Linked DNA regions of Athene noctua: region 2 is linked to region 1. Evidence: chromatin contacts called from public Hi-C data. All regions are on one chromosome and are shown on one strand. Each heading gives the region's core, a stretch centred on a gene start, on an enhancer-like site or on the middle of the called end of the contact. The rest is flanking DNA. Distances are from core to core; before and after follow the strand shown.

Region 1 (2,700 bases), core at 20-2,519:
CTGGCTACTTTCATAATTTGCCCCCATCTTTTTCTAATAAGAATACTTTCCCCCCATTCCCTGTAGTTACAAAAGAGACACAAAGAACTACGGCTACACAGCTTTTTCCTATTCCTGCACAAACAGTACACAAACTAAACCATTTGTGCTTTGAAGTATTTTCTATCAAGAAATCTCACAACTGCATCCAATAACCCATCACTCAACTACTGGCCCCACTTCAGATTGTTGCTCAGCCTAAACTATGAGCCCTTCTCCCGCTAGTTATCTGCGGCAATTACTGAACTGTATCAGAAACGAGAAGAATAAATAAAGCATTTCTTAACCGTTTTTCAGCTAGCGTTAGACATTCAGCAGTTACAATAAATCCCTGTCTTCTCATGCCTGCACTCAGACTCCCAGCATCTTCTCAGCGACACATTCACTTAAAAGAGTAAGTGGAAAAACAATATGCAACAAGGCACGAATATAAAGAATTAAAAAAAACCACGGTGTAAAAGTTCTCGAGCTGTCAAGAACTCCCAGAGCCCTTCAAAGCCAGAGACGATTATTTTTAAGTACTTGAAGACTGCTGAATACCAGAAGATACTTGCCGGTGTCACATCCCGGTGCTGGTGCGGGGGCCACGCGTGAAGGGAACACAAGCGGGGAAGAGGACCCCCAGCTTGCGCTTCTCGGGGATGGGCTGCGGGGACAGTCGGGGGGCCCCTTCCTCGACCTCACGCATGGGGAACTCCGCAACCCCCACCCGAGACCGAAAGGGGGAAGGGGAACGCGCCCGCGGCTCCAGGGACTGGCGAGGGGCCGAGGCCGGCAGGAGGGCTAGAAACAAAGCTTCCCCCCGCGGCTGAGGCGAGGGCCCCAGGACGGGCAGCTCAGCCCGGGCCAGAGGAGAGCGAGGAGCCCCGGCGCGACCCGTCGCTGCCCTCCCGGCGGCTCTGAGGGGAAAGGCGCCGCCACGCTGAGGGGGCTCCCACTGGGCAACGGCGCGATTAACCCCGCGGGCCGGCGGCGAGAGACCGCTAAAAAGCGGCTGCTCCCCCTCAGCGCCCCTCCCGGCGACCGCCGGGCTCCCGGGGGGGGAACAGACCCCCCGAGCTCGACTGGCTCGCTCGCTCGCCCACCCGCCCTCCCGCCGCGGCTGAGGGAGGCGGGCGCACAGCCCCGCACCCACCTGGCGCCGCGCTCCGTCCCATCCCGCGCTGCCGCCGCCGCCTCCCGACCGCTCCAGCCGCCGCCGCCGAGCGCCTTCGCGGGCTAAGCCTCCGCGCCCCACACCGCCGCCCCGCCCCTTCGGCCTCGGGACACGCCCCCTCGCCTCCCTTTTGGCCCGTGCCAAGATGGGCGGGGAAAATCTCGCCAATAGGAGCCAGGGCTTCTCCGCACATATTGCTGATCGGCGTGGAGAGCATCCAATGAAAACGCCAGGAGGGCGGGGAGAGCTGTCAATCAGCGGCCCCTACCTGGGGTTCGCAAGAGGCCGGGCGCGGGGGAGGGCAGTTTCCTCTCGTTGACCGCCTGGGCCGGCCCCGCTTCTCCCTCCCTCCCTCCCTCCTTCCTCCGCCAGGCCGGGCCAGGCCTCGCTCCCGCCTCTCGGTCCGGCCGCCGAAGTCCCCGGGGTGCGTAGGCTGCGCTGGGGCTCCCGCCGCCCGGCTGCCGCGGGACTGTCGTGTCTTCGTGTCTCCCCCACACCCCCCCGCCCAAGAGCCACCTGCCCCTCAGGAGCAGCCGCCTCTTCCGCGGGCGCCTCACCGGCTGCTATGGCCATGGTGCACCTCTCCGGCCGCCCCCTCCCCGCCCAGCGACCCGGCTCCCGGGCGCCCATGCCCCGTCCCCCCCAGCAAGCTGCCGGCTGGCATCTGCCCCACGCGGGGCCTGCGCCCTCACCCAGCCACCGCCGCCCCTCTCCCGCCTGCGAGAGGCCTCCGGGGCACCCCTGTCCTCATTCCTGACCGCCACAGGCATCCACCGCCCGCCCTTGCGACCCAATTCCTACTGAACCCAGCTTCTGGTCACCCAGGCCCCGAATTGATTTGTATTTATACAGACACGCACCCTAACGCTGGGGGGGTTGGTGGGGCTTGATTCTGGGCGGGCGGCGGGGGCTGTGCCCCGCTGGGCAGGGTGCATTGTGAGGGCTGCAGCTGCTGACCCAGCCCGAACAATGTGCCCTTTCCTGAAAGCTTTGCTTGAGATTTCGGCCTTTGTGGTTATCTCTATAACGGGGGCTTTTGTTGCTCGCTGCAAAGCCTTTCGAAAAAATAAGTCGGACTTTATCATGTGAATGAGATCGGGGGGGGGGGGGGGGGGGGGGGGGCAGGGGAGGTAGAACAATAGCCAAGCGAACTTTAATGGCCCAGGGCACTTCAATAAATAATCGCAGCTGAAAGTAGGGGCTATTGAACACCATCTCTAGTCAATCACCTTTGGCAACTGAAACTTTACTGGGCTCAAACCCAATTTACCACTGGCTTCAGTTAGCCACACTTTGCCTTACAGTAAAGACGTGGGCTCACAAGCACCTCCTTTTCACAAAACATAATACGCATTTTTTTTATTACTTTGAGAAAAATTACTTCTATTTAAGATACGGGTATCAGATATGGTAAGAAGCAGCAGCTGAGAACCACTGCTCTAATCACTCAAGGGTACACGGCAAAAAGCAGCAAGCCGGCTTTGAAGTGCAGATGGTGACAGTTT
Region 2 (2,700 bases), core at 63-2,562, 140 kb after region 1:
ATGTTTCAGCCATAACTGACCACAGCCTGCTTCAAAAGTTTTTTATTTATCAAATGTGAAAATAACACCCAGACTTTTAAAATGCATGTTATTTGAACAACAACATACAGAGCACCACTATGAGGAGACTGCAAGAGAAAGAATGGATGTAATTTAAAATTTAGGACCTGTTACAAGAACAACCCGTGCCTCTCCTCCTTCTGCTCCCTACTTCCTATTGTTCTGCTGTTCAGCAAGTGATGCCATGTCATGAACGAAGGAAACCTAAATGACAGTTTGCTAGATCTTTCTTTAAAATATTTATGCAAAGAAATTCATATACTCAGGTCTCTACCGAGAACTGGTCACACGTAAAGCTCTTTTAAGGCGTTCTAAAGCCCCGAAAGGGCCAGCAGACTTTGGTTCCTGAAGCAGCCAGCAAGAATACCCAAAATGGTGACTACAAGTAATAAATCAGACAAAAAAGCGTTATTAAAAAAAATAAATAATCAAACCCTGTTAGACGACGCTGATGGTCGGGTTGAACGTTGTAAGCGGCTACTCATTTAATCAAAATGAAAACCTGTTCGCTTACGCGTTTTCCTCCACTACATATTTTTTTCTCCAAAACCTACCCGTACCGAAACAAGACTCCAGCATTTCGCTGAGGGGATGGGAACGCTCCGAGTGCCCTACGGGGACCCAAGCACAGTCCGGACGGCAAAACACGGGGCTTAACCGGGCGGCAGCAGAAGCCACGACACCGAGAAAGAAGATAGGGGCAGGGCCGGAGAACGGGCGGCATTAACATGGGGGGCCGAGGGGGACGCAAGGGCCCGTGAGGCAGGAGGCGGTGGGCGCAGGGCAGGGCGGCCGGAGCAGGCAGAGCCGGCGGCGGGCCAGGAGGGGCCGGGGGGGCGCGGAGAGCCCGCGGCGGGGTCCAGGGGAGCCCCACTCCTCACTCACCCGTCCTTCCGCTTGGCTTTGTAGACGTGCCCGTAGGTGCCCCTGCCCACCTTGCAGCCCTCGTACTCGAAGAGGTCCTCCACCCGCTCGCGCTCCCCGGTCAGCTTCACCTTGAAGTCATAGTCCATCTTCAGCGCCCGCCGCGCCGCCCCGAGCCGCGCCGCGCCGAGCCGCCCCCGACAGCCGCGCACCCCGCCGCGCCCCGCCCCGCCCCGACCGGGCGGCGGCAGCAGCAGCAGCAGGAGGAGGAGGAGGAGGAGGAGGAGGAGGAGGAGGAGGAGGAGACCCCCGAGCCGCCCCGCGGACCATCCAGGGGCGGGCGGGCGGCGGCGGGACTGCTCCCTTCCCTCCCGAGCCCCGTCCTCCGGCTGCTCCCTCCCCGCCCCGCCAGCTAGCGGCACAACAGCCGGTCTCCCGGGCGGAATACGGCAGCCGCGCCTGGCCGCACTGCCGCAAAGAAACGTCGCAAACAGCGGACACCTCCCCGGCCCCGGGCGCGGCGGGCAGCGCACCACGTGGAAGGCGGCGGGCTGAGACCTCCACCGGAGCCCCGCCCCCGCCTGTCCCGGCATGCCTTGCTGGCCCCGCAGCACGCTGGGAGATGGAGTCCGGGAGGGCGGGGCGCGGCGCCCCGCGATGCATGCCGGGAGTTGTAGTCTTTCCAGCGCGAGGCACGCCGGGAGGTGTAGTCCTCAGGCGGCGAGGTGGCGCGGTGCCTGCCGGGAGCTGCAGTCCCCGGCGGGCCGTGGGGGGGAGCCGCGGCGGGGCCCGGCCCGGGGCAGCGGCACCGGCACGGGCAGAGGCCGCACGTGTGGTTATTCCCCGGAGCAGGCCTCCTTCACGGGGCTGCCCGCACCGGGTACAGCGCGGGGCCGCCACCTCCCGGCTGCCCCGGATCAGCCCCCCGGCAGTCAGCAGCGGCCACAAGCTGCGGCTGTCGTCACGGGGTCGATTATGGTGGACGCCCGGATCTCCAGCTTACTCCAGGCTGGCGAGGGCAGACACAGTTTGTCTTTGCCAGCTCAACCTGCCAGGCCACCTGTCAACGTTGTTGTAATTAAGACGATTCTATGACTTCAGGTGTAGGCAGGGTCAGATGCTACCATGCATGCAGAGACAAATCAGGATCATGGCGCCTGGTATTTAACGCAAATACTGTCAACTTTAGCAAGGCCCTTGCGTGTGACCAGTAACTGGGCACTTTCCATTGCCTCTCCTTGGCTGGTAGAGCCATAGTTACCCACCCAACACAAAGCTGGCTAGTTATTTTGCAGAATAGAGAGCTTGTAACTAAACTAAAGCTACAGTCATTTTTCTAATTACAGCCCATTGGCATTTTTAGTAGTCATGGACACAGGCTTCACATTTGATCTCAAGAAAGCAATGTGCCTAAGTAAGGGGGCACTCAAATCCATAACTTAGAGACAAAATATCAAAAAATGTGGGGGCTCTGGAAAGAAGATGCAACATTTTCTGGAACCATCTGAAATAATCTCCATTTTAATTTACAAATCCCCATTTTCATTTATACGATTCCTGATAACTGGGGATAGAGGTGTACCAGCCTCCTGAGCTGGCATCACTCAATTGGACTGATGTCAGATGCCCACAGCTGGACTTTTGGCATGTTGCTATGTAGTTGTTAGGGATTTTATCTATGTTAGATAAAGCAATTAGGCAGGAGTTACAAAAAATACAAGCAATTGAAAGAAGCAGCAAAACAAAATTTTATTTGCCCAGTAACTAAATTACACA

The links. A called contact is a pair of places that touch in the nucleus more often than the background predicts.
Region 2: a contact with region 1 is called in a Hi-C map of heart, with 12 times the contacts expected there. The contact joins the promoter of CDK8 here to the promoter of WASF3 in region 1. A contact is called at or near these places in 2 of 2 Hi-C or Micro-C datasets (heart and liver).

Annotation. Positions count from the first base shown.
Region 1 is chr1:243,054,963-243,057,662 of bAthNoc1.hap1.1, forward strand. WASF3 (WASP family member 3) reads right to left here and starts at 1,270. Exons shown (of 12, transcript XM_074915074.1): 1 at 1,175-1,270.
Region 2 is chr1:243,192,004-243,194,703 of bAthNoc1.hap1.1, forward strand. It overlaps CDK8 (cyclin dependent kinase 8), which reads right to left and starts at 1,313. Exons shown (of 13, transcript XM_074915092.1): 1 at 946-1,313. The coding sequence starts at 1,073.